Regions from separate parts of the Hordeum vulgare genome. Here region 2 is linked to region 1. Evidence: chromatin contacts called from public Hi-C data. All regions are on one chromosome and are shown on one strand. The core of a region is the stretch at or near the end of the contact, and the rest is flanking DNA. Distances in the headings are between cores, read along the strand shown. Region 1 has its middle 14 kb from the start of LOC123396185. Region 2 has its middle 30 kb from the start of LOC123398909.

Region 1 (3,576 bases), core at 349-2,848:
CAAAAAAATAAACTACCCGTGAGTTGTTTCTTGAATTTTCATTCAGTTATTTATTGTCAAATAAAACTGTTTTTTTCTTCCGCCATAGAACGATTGGAAGGCTGTGTTTGGAGAACTAGAGCAAACTACTACCTCCGTTTCAAAATAATTAAAACTTTGAGTTTATTCGAAGTTAAATTCGTTAGTCTGACAAAGTATATAGAACAATATAGTATTCAATTAGTCTCATGATATTATTTACGAAATATATTTTCATGCTAAGTTTATTCTGACCTTAAACGTTTTATAAAGTGTTTACAGTCGAAGCAGATCTTAACACATTTTTCTACAACATTGGTTAAATTTGAGCCAGTTGACTTATTACGAATGTAACACTTCAATGTACCTGGGAAAATTCTATTTGGCGCTAAAGGCGCCTGTTACTTTACTTCTTGCAACATGGCGCACACACCCCAGCGTCATGGGCTCAGCCCGTTTGAACTTCTTTTTCTTCCTAGTACCTGGGCAAACCCTATATGACGCACATTGCGTCAAGTTGTGGAGCAATCGCACAGGGATTGATAAGCGAGCGATAACCAGGGCCAGCCCGTTCAGCACTTCGTTGATCCCGGTTTTCAGCCGGTTTTTTCCGGTTTTGGGAACATTCTAGAAGATTCACTGAACCTTTTTCTTATTTCTTTTTCTTTATTCTTTTTTGTTTCTTTCTTTTATGTTTCTGTTTCAAACATGTTCTGGATTTTTAAAACATATTCCAAAATCTAAAAAAATGTTCCGGAATTTAAAGAAATGTTCCGAAATTTTAAAAATATTCCAGCATTTGAAAAAATATTCCAGAATTTCAAAAAATATTTCTGAATCTAAACAAATGTTCCGGAATTCGAAAAAATGTACCGGAATTTCAAAAATGTTGGGAATTTCAAAAATGTTTGGAATTTGAAAAACATGTTCCGTAATTTAAAAAATGTTCCGAAATTTGAAAAAATGTTCCAGAATTTGAAAAAGTTCCGGAATTTAAAAAATGTTCCGCAATTTGAAAAATGTTACGAAATTTGAAAACATATTCTGGAATTTAAAAAATGTTCCGGAATTAGAAAAAATGTTCCTGAATTTGAAAAATGTTCCTGAATTTTCAAAAATGTTCCGGAATTTAAAAAATGTTCCGGAATTTGAAAAAATATTCTGGAATTTGAAAAATGTTCCAGAATTTATAAAATGTTCCGGAATTTGAAAAAATGTTAAAAGGAAACATAAAATTGTGGGAATATTTTTTCGGAAAAAGGTTGGAAATTTTAATAGTTGCGGCATTACAAAAATGTTCTTAATTTTAAATAAAAAATTGAAATCCAAATCTATACCCCGGCTATATGTTGTTATATTATTCTGCGCCTTCTATTAAAATAAGCTGATATTGGTTTATTGGCTAACAGATTGTTGTTAGTGACGTGCGCTGCGCTAGGTATTACTAGGATCGAATCATGTTTCTCTTGATTTTTTTCTTTTTTGCCGCGTGATAGGGAACAGCAGAAGCACGGTCAGTGGGCCGGCCCAGGCAGAGGACTGCATGTGCGAAAACTGGTCATCCTGCCGCAGAATGCGGCGTATAGGGACTCCCCTATCTGACGCTTAAGGTGCCTGTTAAATTACTTCTTGCAACATGGCGCGCACACCCCCGCCGTCGTGGGCTTGGCACATGTCAAGTTCTTTTTCTTCTTTCTAAGCTTCAAAAAATACGAGTGTGTTGACAGCGACAAAATCCGGCGGCAATAATCACTGAGACAAAACAACTTCTTGTCCCAATTCCTTTGTTCTCTCTTGTTGTAGAGATGCCACCTTAGTTTTTTTGTTATGTTTTGGACATATTTTCTATGATTTTTTTTCAGTTTCGTTCTTTTGTGTGTGTTATTTTCCTATAATTCAAAATATTCCTTAAAATTTGTGAGTTTTAAAAAATTATTATCCTTTTCACAAAAGATGGGATTTTTTAAAATTTGATGAACTCTTTCTCAAAATGGACTATTTTGTTTTAAAATTCAATGATTTTTTTTTAAAATTGATGATTTTTGTAAAAAAAATATATGATCTTTCGTCGAATTCGGTGAACGTTTTTTCAAAACAGATGAACTTCTTTTAAATTCATGATTATTTTTCAAAAATCGTGTACTTTTAAAAAATCTGTGATTTTTCAAATTTTGAAAAGTCAATGGGATCAACTGTGACGGTCAAATATCCAATGGTGAGCTTTTTTAGGGAACGAGTCCAATGGTGAACTGATCTTGCAAGAATCGAACAAGCGATTTTGTTTTTTGTCAAGCGAGTAAGCCAGCAATTGATTTGTGATAATTAGGCTGGCCCAAAATGACTTCAAGTGAGCGCCATTAGGCCGAACTGACTACAGTTCATAGCACTGCTTAGACGGGCCACACCAACAAAGCCAGCCAATTATAGCACACCTTTCCACATGTAAGGACATCTTCAACAGTTTGTTTATTATTCGTTTGTTGGTAAAATTTAACATATGTCATCAACTAACAACTTATCATGTAACCATTCTAACAGGTTGTATATAGTTTGTCCAATAGAATGTGAGATAATAAATAAGATGTTCTCTCATTGTACATTAGAGTTTGTGAAAGGGCCTAGGTTCATGACTCCACACACCCCCCCCCCCCCCCCTCTCTTAATTTATTTTATAACACATCATAAAAAAATATGTCACAAAGTGTACCAAGAACTATCATAAACCATGGGAGATGCCCTATGGCGCCGCAACTAGGCCATCCCCGGCAACACTAGAATGAGAAGATTATGTCCAATAAGAAGTGGATGTGGGTCTGTAACGACCAAGATGCGGTTCTTTCCGATCTGGGGGTCGAGGCCCCCGAATAGGAAAGAAGCGCATCTAAGCGTTTCGCAAGCAAGTAACATAGCACAAAAAATAATAAAAGTAGACAATTCGGGATTCAACTGTCTTCTTATTAAACTCAGAGTACAACACAGATACAATCAAGGTAGTTCCGCTACGGACTACAGAACATGGAAAATGCTATGCTACCCTGCTGCAGGCCCACGATCACGACCACGACTCAGTCCTCGGGATAGTTCACGTAGAGGCTGTCTGTCTCCTCGTCGTACTGCCACGCCAGCTGGGTGACGTCGGGATCATCTGTCTCTGGGGTACCTGTACCTACTGGGAATTTCGGAGGAATCCGTGAGCCACGGGGACTCAGCAATCTAAGACCTTGGTGCCAGAACTAGTCATGTTATTAGGTAGGGTAAGGATGAACTGTATCAGGCTGCAGCAACCTATGCTTGATTAAGTGGCTAACTTACGCAAAGTGGAAGTAAAGGTGGTCTACACTAACGCTCGGACTTACTTGATCACTAAGTGATCCTGAACACCTACCTACGGCATTCATAACACCACCGTGTTCCCGACCGAAGAGGGATCTTCGAAGGGACAGTCACGGTTACGCACACAGTTGGCAGTTTTATTTATTTATGTTTAAGTTCTCTAATACCGGATGTTAACGAAACATTCCAAGTTGCCACATAACCGCGGGCACGGCTTTCCGAAAG
Region 2 (3,576 bases), core at 426-2,925, 540 kb before region 1:
TATAACTTGTACCCATAATATTCTAAATTTAATTAGAATCGATTTGACTATGGACAGAGGAAGACAAAGAAAGTTTGATTTACTTGAGGTTTTGATAAGATTTGATCGAGTTACTGCAGAAAATGGTTTTAGTAAGATTTGATTGAGTTAATGAAGAACATGATTTCCACTAGGACAAGGAAATAGAAGTAACTATTCAGTTTAGATCATTCCAAACTATAGGGCATGGAGGAGATAAAACCATAATAGGTGGGATGGGGGAGGAGGTGAGGCAAATATACCAATTCCCATTTATTAGTAGAGATCATCATTTAGTTACAAAGTGACATCAAACACCAAAGTAACCATCAAGTATCTGGATACACAATATTCTCAAGGTCTAACGACTTAAGTAAATGTTAACACCCTATACAAAAATATCAACAACATATTCGTAGTCTTGTAGTATTTTATAAGTTGGGTTTATCCAGAACCATTCTTATTCTAACAATGTTTTCTCATTATTGTCGACATCCTTTTTACAAGAACAATGCTTATGGTTAGTAATGGAACTATCGACAATACATGAGCTAATCTAAAGGCCAAACTAGGGATTTATTCGGTGTTTATGTTTCCACACACACAAAGATTTTACTCTGAATATGACACTAAAAATATTGCAGTTATAGAATGGAAATATAAACTTAATTATGAACATGTCAATAAAATAATAATATATTTATTATTGTCCTTAGAGCATATTTCCAACAGCGTGGTGAGAGAGCCTTACTATCTGGGCCAACTCATTCTCAGTTTTCCTTCACATCGGTTTTGGGAACGTCCTTAGTGGGTTGCTTCTTCGTTTTTATGTACCTTTTCTTTTCTTTTTTCTTTTTTTCTAATTTTTTCCATTTTCTAGTTTTGTTAGCATTTTTTAAGATTTGGAGCTACTCCCTCCGTCTTATAATATAAGAACATTTTTTACACTACATTATTGCTAAAAACGCTCTTATATTATGGGACATAAGGAGTATTATTTAATGTAATAAGATTTCCTAAATTCATGAACATTCTAATAAATATGGAACTATTTTTTTGATTTAAATAATTTTAGAATAATATTTTTTCCGAACTCTAGGACCATTTATTAAATTAGTGAACAATTTTCCAATGCAAGAACATTTTTAAAATTTATTTATCAGTTTTTGAAATATGGGAGCATTGTTGGAATTCGTGGAATATTTGAAAATTTGGAGACTGTTTTAAAATTGTTAATATTTTTTACAATCGGGGAACATTTTTGAAATCCTTTAGCATTGTTGAAATACGAAAATAATCAAAGTCATGATCATTTTTTGAAATCTAGAAACATTTTCAAATATATGAACATTTTTGAAACGTAGAAATTTCATAATTTCATAAATATTTAATGGAATTCAAGAATATTTTTCAAATTCATGTAGAGTGTTTGAAATTCAAGTACATTTTTAAATTCATGAGCATTGTGTGATTTAGTGATTATTTTCCGATTTTATCACCATTTAAAAAATTTCACGAACATTACCATAATTTTAAAATCCAAAAAATGGAAAAAGAGAAATGAAAATAAAAAACGGGTGTCCCGCACCCCATATGGGTTGGCCCAAAGTGCGCCGGGGGATGGGGGTAGGTGCGTTTGTTGTGCCCACTCTGCCTTATGCGTGCGTTAGGAGGTCTCCTGCTCTCCACATGCGATGTGTAGATGCACGTGTGAGTAATATTAGGATATTCCCAATTTGACGGTTATATATTCCCAATTTGACGGTTATATGGCCACTTATGGGCATACATGTAGATGGTGCTTGTGGGGTCTATTTCTCGCATTAAGCGAGTTGAGAGAAAACTTTCTTGCGAGTTAATTTAGTGTTGAACCGACGCATTTTTGCTTGCACAGACTAAAAATGGGAAGAAAAGGAGAGAAATCAAACCCTCGTCTTCAGGGGAACACCAACGCAGCTAACCCTCCGCACGCTTCGAGTTACTACTTAGTACTCCCTGTGTATCTAAATAATTGTTATTGAAGAAAACTAATTTAGTTATACCAATAACAATTATTTAGGTACGGAGGGAGTAGTAGGATCGTGACCTATTAGAGATGATCGGGCCGGTTTTCTCTGTTTTTTCTTTGGTTTATTTTTCTTGTCTTCTTGGGTTTTTCGTTTTATTTTATTTTATTTTATTTGTATTTTATTCACCTTTTTTCATTTTTTTGGTTTTTTCCTTTCGTTTCTTTTTTGCTTTTCATTCTACATTTTTATATACATATTCATTTTTTTTAAACTTCTTCAACATTTTCATACATGATGAAAAATTCTTCAGATAATTGTTCAATAGTTTCCGAATACTTATTCAATATTTTTATGTACATGATCAACATTCCTTAAATACTCATTTAACATTTTTCAAAACGGGACGATTACAAGCTCTCTAATAGTAACATGCGCTCGCCTCCACATCACCCCAACATGGGCCGACCCACTAGCAGACATGTGCGATAGTTTTCTTAGGATTTTTATATTCTTTTAGTATCATTTTTCTATGGGTTTTCATTAAAGCCAGGTTTTATCTATTAGTGATTTTTTTTGTTCTAATTTTAATTCTTTTAAACATTTATTGGTTTACTTATATGTTTCCAATTACATTAATCTTTATAAAAATTCATGAACATTTTTGTTGCAACCATGCAAACCACGTGTGTTAGCTTTATAGAAGGTAGAAGGTCAATAATACAAAAAATATATAGACAAACTCCTACCACGCCCCATGATGGCATGTACAATGGTTCTATCTTTAAAATGCCACGCAGGATAAATGTTGAGATGAAGGAGAGAGAAAGCCTAAGAACATGCTTGTCTTCTCTTATTTAAGAGACAATATCTTAGCACAACATGTCTCATTATGTTTTTTGGAATAGCTAGTTTTTGAAGATACGACCAAGAGATAACCCATTGCAGACATGTCCTTTTGTCATCTCTAACCTACATGCAAGATATAAGATAAGATTGTCTTATCAATCATCGTACATATCTTGAGTAGCAAACCCCAATCCAACTCCAACGAACACAAAACAACACGACACCAAAGCACGTGTCCTAAACTGACTAACAAAGTCGCGTCTCTACCAACACGAGTAACCTTCGAAGAATAACAACACCAAGTGGACTTTTCTTGCCGATGCACCAACCATCTGTGAAGACTTAAAGGAGTCGACAAGTGGATGGTGGGACTCAGTCAGCCCTGAGAAAAGTCATCGGAATGGACTCACCCACAAGGCCACAATGACATACATTGTACCCTTGTCGATCATCCAGAAAAGAGGCAAACACCATAGAAGCACAACATGGAACCTCTAAGTAGTGCCTCTAAACACGATTCTCCCAACAGAGGAACGACATCAAAGATGCCACTACCACTGCTCCGGATCAGAACTTAGGTTTTCGCCCATGGACAACATTTCAAGTGTGTGTGTGTGTGTGTGTGTGAGAGAGAGAGAGAGAGAGAGAGAGAGAGAGAGAGAGATAGATGGAGAGAGAGATGCCCATACCACATGATGCCTCT

The links. Hi-C and Micro-C count contacts between places; a contact is called where the count stands out from the background.
Region 2: a contact with region 1 is called in a Hi-C map of leaf, with 4 times the contacts expected there. The contact joins two enhancer-like sites. A contact is called at or near these places in 2 of 6 Hi-C or Micro-C datasets (leaf and seedling).

The regions. Positions count from the first base shown.
Region 1 is chr5H:11,702,868-11,706,443 of MorexV3_pseudomolecules_assembly, reverse strand. No RefSeq gene overlaps it. Among protein-coding and RNA genes, the nearest start is that of LOC123396185, 14 kb to the right of the region's middle. Within about 2 kb of position 1,598, at least 3 of the 3 cell types and tissues checked have open chromatin away from gene starts, as enhancers often do. A contact at or near this core is called in leaf, where this site is marked.
Region 2 is chr5H:12,239,245-12,242,820 of MorexV3_pseudomolecules_assembly, reverse strand. No RefSeq gene overlaps it. Among protein-coding and RNA genes, the nearest start is that of LOC123398909, 30 kb to the left of the region's middle. Within about 2 kb of position 1,675, at least 2 of the 3 cell types and tissues checked have open chromatin away from gene starts, as enhancers often do. A contact at or near this core is called in leaf, where this site is marked.